2 separate regions of the Ovis aries genome follow, and region 2 is linked to region 1. Evidence: chromatin contacts called from public Hi-C data. All regions are on one chromosome and are shown on one strand. The core of a region is the stretch at or near the end of the contact, and the rest is flanking DNA. Distances in the headings are between cores, read along the strand shown.

Region 1 (3,127 bases), core at 473-2,972:
GGCGGTAGAGACTCACCGGAGGGAACGGCGCGAGCGCCCCGCCATCGTCCCGGTGAGTGTCCGGCCGCGGCCCCGCCCGGCGCCCGGCGGCCCGGCTTCCCCCCCTGCGGCCTGCAGCCGGGGCCCGCGCCGAGGCCGGTCGGGCGGAGGGAGGGACCTGCCATTTTAGGAGGAGGCGCCGCGGCCCGAGGCCGGCCGGCCGGCCGCCCGCCCGGGGTCGGGGCGGGGGGGAAAGGGAGGGCGGGCGGGAGGGCGCCCGACAGGCCCCGGTCCCGGAGGAGAGGCGGGCACGAGCGGAGGGAAAGTTGCGGAGGGCTGGGGGTGCCGGGGCCGCGGCCTCCCGGGAGCCGGGGCCTGGGGGCCGGGAGAAAGCGCCAGACCTTTTGCCTGGTCGCCCGAGCGCAGGGGAGGAGGGTGTCTTCCTCCTCCTCCTCTTCCTCCTCATCCTCTTCCCCCAGCTCCTCCCTCGTCCCTCCTCTCGGTCCCCACCAGTGTGGGAACAGCGGCCACGGTCCTCCGCAAGGACAATGCCACGGGTTACAGGGGAGACGGGCTGCCCCCGGCCGCCGGGCGAGGCGCAGGGGAAGGTCGGGGAGCCGGGTCCCCCCCGCGCGGCTCTCCGGGCTGCGTGCTCGCGGAGCCCGGGCCCTCGGCCTGCTCGGAAGTTGTGCGCGTGAGAGCCCGGCCGCTCGACGTCGGAGGGCTGGTGACCCGCTTAGCACAGCCCTCGGAGGGTGCCAGAGGGCCGCGGATGCGTAAATTAATAATCGAGACCTGGGTGTAGGCAACAAAACTCGTTGGAGTCTTATTCATAGACTTAGATCCGCCGGGGCTGGCTGAAGAAGCTTCACGCTGGGCGGAAAGGCCTCCCCCCGGCCCCCTTCCCTGGTCTGAAATAGTTAAAAATGGGGCAGAATTAGTGAGTGATTCCGACGACTTAGGCTGAGTCTGTCGTCCAAAACCCCTGGATGATGTGAATCTTGGTAATCTAGGTGCAGTACTTGAGCGCCAGCGCCATTTGTTAGTTGAATTCGGCCCAGGTTGTCAGGAAATACACCCTTTATAACATTGTTTTCGCTCTCGAGTTAAAAGATTAGGACCGTGTATTAATAACTCTCTTAACCTCCAGGTAGAAACTGTTACCCATTTCACAGATGAGGAGACTGAGCGGTGACTCGTCCAAGGTCACACAGCTGGGACTCCTGAAGCCGGGAGTCCAGCCAGCCGGGGCTCTTAATCTCGAACTTACAACTCGTTATTAGAAGTACTGGCACATTTTGGAGTTATTTGGTTGTAATGATTTAGGGTTGTATCCACCTATAGTGTTGGCGTGGAATTAACTTTTGTGGTTTGCAGAAGCAGAAAGGAGAGAATGAAGCGAGGCCCTCTTAATGAAACTAATTTGTTAGCTTCCCCCCACCCCCCAACTCTGAAGAAAACTGTGTAGACACTTTTTGAATGGAAGGAATTAAAAAGTAGTCTGTTCTGCTGTTTGGTTCCTCACACTTAATTATAGTCATCACTTAAGTATTGATGAGTCATAAGCAAGTTTTGTGCAAAGTTATTTTTGGTTATTTTTTATCTTTGGATACTTAGATTTTCCCTGGGAGTCCTTACACATTACATATACTAAGTATTTAATAATGGATATACTAATACTTTGATTTGGGGGGCTTTTAAATAATTCAGTGGAGTTACCTTTAGCTTTGTAAATTTCCCACATCTTGATTAGTTACTTTAAGGATAATTTTTTTTTCTGATATAAATATGAGACTAGAACTAAAATTTCATGTGGTAAGATTTTAAACTGAAGAAGATAGTTTAAAGGAAACAGTTATAAAAAAAGTTTACTCAAGTTGTGTTAAGATTTTTAATAGACGTTGGACTTACACTTAAAGTACCCCATTGGTTTTGGAGGATTTGCTTATGGTGGCTGTCCAAATTCATTTAGACTTCAAACCTTGCCAAAATGTTAAGGAGTTCTGTCGGTGTCTACACCAAATTGTAAAACTGAGTACAGAAACTTCTAAGAGGCATAAGCTCAGAAATTAAGTCTCCTAGAAAGAAGAATCTCTTCTCTTTCTGGTGGAGGCTTTGCTTTGAAATCTAAAAAAGATTAAGGGTTTGAGTAGAATTGAGTGAAGTGAATGGTCATTATTGGTAGGGGTGGGAGATAGACTGTGAAATCTAGTGAGATCTTTGTTTTTGTTCAGAATATGGAATTTAGGTTTAAATTTAGGATCTTAAATTTCTTTTAAAGATGTTTTGGTGGGACTTACTGGAAATGTCACACACATACATAACTGTGTCCTAGGGATTCAGACATTTAGTCCAGCCTTTTAAGGTCGCCAACATTCAAAATAAATGAAAATATTCCATTGTAATGCAGTGTCTTGTTTGGGAATGTAGATTAAAAAAAAAAAGGCAAACACAACCTTGGATTAGAATTTTTTCCCCCACTAAAATATTGTCTGATGTCTGCCCCTGAGTTTTATTTATGGGGAGTTTTTGTGTTTATGGTTTAGAGATGTGGGAGTGGGGAGTGGTAAGTGCAGCAGCTGGTATTTAAAGAATTTACATAGGTTTTTATAGCCCCACGATTATCTGTAAAAGCTAAATTGAAGATAACTTGTTATAATGCATGACTGGTGTGACCTTTGGCATACATTTTGTTTTGAAACTATACAAAGAAAGGAGATGCTGATTTATATGGAATCTTGGGTACTACCTGAAAACAAAAACAAGCAAAAGAAATAGCTTAGAAGTTTGGGATACTCAGGGATGTTTTCACGTGTGTGTTTATGGTTGGCAGCTATACAGTCATGGGGAGAAAATTTGAATGGAAATAACTTTATTGTGAGTGAGAAGAGAATTGCCTTATGCATGCTGTTAAAAACTAGCTAAACAGAAGAGGGACTTCATTCGTAACTTTCTTCTTTGTCATAAGGTGTGTGTCAAATTTTCTTTGCTTTAGCATTTGCTTTCTCTTGTTTCAAAGAACTTTCACAATTCTTACACCCACACCCCCACACCCAAGCAGTTTCTCTTTTCATCCGCCTGAGAAAAGACTTTAAACATGTGAACTCAACAGAACCCCCAAACTTCCAGAGTGTTTATGAAGAGATTG
Region 2 (3,113 bases), core at 155-2,654, 80 kb after region 1:
GGTTTCTTTGTCTTCTGTGAGTCCCGCAGACTGTGGTGGGTGTCCAGAGACCAAGTGACCAGAAAGCGACAGACGCTTATGTCAGGGCCTTCTTATCAGGAGAAGATGGCCTGTCCTGGGGTTTCAGACAGGAGATTGTTCCAGGCTTGATTTTGCCTCTGACCTTTCTGGACAAGTCGGTACAACTCTGGGTTGCAGGTGGCCCCTCTGTAAACTGAGGTTGGGAGCTTGATGTCTGTTAATGTTCGTTCATCCACTCGCTCACTGAGTGGCATACTTACTGAGTGCCTTTGTGCTGGCGTGAACGAGGTGAGTGAGAGAGACAGTCTGGCCTCGTGGTCCAGCGATGCGCACAGGAGTAGTTCTGATGCAGTGAAGAGTGGGAGGACGGCTCATGAGGAGCCCCTCGTCCACCCTGGAGGGCTGTGGGCAGGGGGTTCCTGGGTCTCTTAGCTTCCTGCACTCATTCACTTATTAAGTGTCTTCTGTAAACCTTGGCATTGTCGTGTTTATGAGAATCTGTGAACAGAAAAGACCAGTACTCCCTCAAGGGTGCTGATTGTAAGGACCCGTTGGTGCTCCTGCATGGACCATGCTTGCAGTGCCCATAGCAGAGTAGAGAACTGGTGTGGCTCGCTGCAAGGCTCTGGGGACATTCCTAAGAGCAGGTGACGTGAGACCGGGGTTTGAAGGCTGAGTTCAAGATTTCAAGTGGAAGTCGTCCAGTCGTGTCCGCTTCTTTGCAACCCCAATTCTCTAGGCCAGAATACTGGAGTGGGTTGCCATTCCCTTCTCCAGGGGACCTTCCCAACCCAGGGATCGAACCCAGGTCTCCTGCACTGCAGGCAGATTCTTTACCAGCGGAGCCACCAGGGAACCCCTCAAGAGTTCCTCAAGAAGCAGGAAAGAGGAGAAAAGAGAGAACTCCAGACAGAGGGCCCACTCCTGCTCAGACACTGTTGGTACAACTCAGAGGAAGGATGTGTAGTGGGAGGGTCGGAGGGAGGAGGTGGTGGGAGATAGGATGAGAGACCTGGGCGCTCTGATGTCTCAAGGTGTTGATCTTGGACCTTTTTTAAGGAAGTGATTTGACAGCAGTGATGAGAAGGTGCAGGTACTCCTGTAGGATCCCCCTTCCCCCCAGCACTTGCTGAGGAAATAAGATCTTAACAAAGAGTAAAGCAATAAGCATGAGTTTGTGAGACATTCCTGAGGCTAGAGTTCTAGAATGTAGTTGGATTGTGTGTGCATAGGCAGAAATGAGAGGTGGAAATGGGAGCGTGAGGCCTCTGGTCTCCAGCTTGAGTAGATGGATGCGGGCGCACAGCCTGCGGGGCGGGGTCGCACTTGGCAGCCCAGTCTGCTCCAGCCTGGGCAGACATAGTGCGCCTTCTGACTGGGTTCTGGCTGCCAGTGCTTTCTGTGCTGTGTGACTACTGATGTGCGCCCCACGCGGCTGCTGCCACTCTGCTGTGGGCTGGGGGGAAACGCGGCTGCCTTTCCTCTGGTGTGAGGGATGGAAAGTGGAGAGCAGACACAGCTCCCTGCCACATCCAGTTTCATTTCCTTGTCTCATTTCCTTCAGAACACGAATCTGACATTTCTTCTGATATTACGGGGTTCACTTACTGTCTGAGGACTGCTGCCTTCCCCGCACCAGCAATCAGATGCAGACTCTAGGAAGACAGAGACTTTGCCCTTTGTTTTCATGTTTATGTCCTTAATGCCGAGGACTTTATCTAGAACAGTGCTGTCCAGTAGTATAAGCCTGTCGTGTAATTTAAGTTTCTAGGAGTCACCATCTAAAAAAATAGAAAAAAGAAACATTAATGTAAAGCTTGGTAAAATGTTTTATTTTACCAAATACATCTGAAAAATATTATGTTAAGGTTAAAAATTATTCAGATAGTTTACATTCTATTATTCTGTGCTCCATCCTTGAAATCTTGTATCTTATACATTTACAGCCCATCTTGGTTCCCCCCAGCTGCATTTCAGGCCCTGACTAGCCGTCTGTGACTAGCGGCTGCCGTGTTGGACAGCTTAGCTGTAGAGCATAGTAGGGGCTCAGTAAATATTCGTTGACTGAAAGAGTTAGAAGATAGATTGATCATGAAGAGGGAGTGAAGAATCCAGGAAGGGTTTTAACAGTGAGGAAATAGAGCCTGTTTATATGCTGGACAGAACTGGAAGGGAGCGGTGGTTGATGGTAGGAGAGAGAGGGGCTCTTCGATGGAGGCAGTTCCCCGGAGGACTGCCCGAGGGTGGTTGGAGATGGGCTCTCAGCAGCCCCTGGAGGAAGGAGGAGGGAAGGGCTGTTATTTTAAGCTCCTCTGAAGAGGTGTGTTCTTCAGTGATATTGTAAGAAACCCAGATCCACTTAGTTTAGCATAAACTTCTAATTGTGTTGCAACTGTTCCTTCCTCTCATTTTAGGCATTAGATTGTTGAGAGTTACTTAACCTTAAGAGTGGTTTCCCTAAAGACATAAAAGGAGAAAGAATCGAATCATCAGACTAATAAAATGCTGTTTGCCAAGTAGTTTTGTCGTTTAGTTGTTCAGTCGTGTTCAACTCTCTGTGACCCTGGAACGGTAGCCCGCCAGGCTCCTGTATCCCTGGGGTTTTCCCGGCAAGAATATGGGAGTGGGTCGCCATTTTCCTTCTCCAGAGGCATGTCAAGTATACCTCAATTAAAAATTATTTTTAATTAAAGAAGGAAAGGAAAAGGAAAAGATCTTTATAGGTGGGAAGTGGTGTTATTGGCATGTATCAACATTTTTACTTTGGTGTGTCATTCAACTAAAAAAAGAAATGTTTACTGTGTTAAAATTAAATCTAGTTTTTTAGCATTGTGATTATATTTGAAGTTGAAAACACTTTTTGTACTGTACATGTCTGAATGTAAAATAATTTTCCCAAACATATTTTTCAGCCCTTACACATTTGAGTCCTTCAGCAGCCTTTTACACTGTCTCCTCTGCTGTGGCACATGCTGAAGACTGCTCATTGCTGTACTCTGAGTGATCGAGGTCTCTTTGAGGGTGATGCATAAGCCTCTTTCAGTAGTTGTTTGGGATGCTCATGAAGATCATTTGATGTCATGAATCTGTTC

What was found. A called contact is a pair of places that touch in the nucleus more often than the background predicts.
Region 2: a Hi-C map of hypothalamus shows a contact between it and region 1, with 2.6 times the contacts expected there. The contact joins the enhancer-like site here to the promoter of LOC121818734 in region 1. A contact is called at or near these places in 2 of 16 Hi-C or Micro-C datasets (hypothalamus and skin fibroblasts).

The regions. Positions count from the first base shown.
Region 1 is chr1:270,172,548-270,175,674 of ARS-UI_Ramb_v3.0, forward strand. LOC121818734 (basic proline-rich protein-like) reads right to left here and starts at 1,723. Exons shown (of 3, transcript XM_042244063.1): 1 at 1,699-1,723; 2 at 555-890; 3 at 1-354. The coding sequence starts at 1,723. The region is part of intron 1 of DYRK1A (dual specificity tyrosine phosphorylation regulated kinase 1A); the gene reads left to right.
Region 2 is chr1:270,252,982-270,256,094 of ARS-UI_Ramb_v3.0, forward strand. The region is part of intron 2 of DYRK1A (dual specificity tyrosine phosphorylation regulated kinase 1A); the gene reads left to right. Among named protein-coding and RNA genes, the nearest start is that of DYRK1A, 84 kb to the left of the region's middle. Within about 2 kb of position 1,405, at least 14 of the 54 cell types and tissues checked have an H3K27ac peak or open chromatin away from gene starts, as enhancers often do. A contact at or near this core is called in hypothalamus, where this site is marked.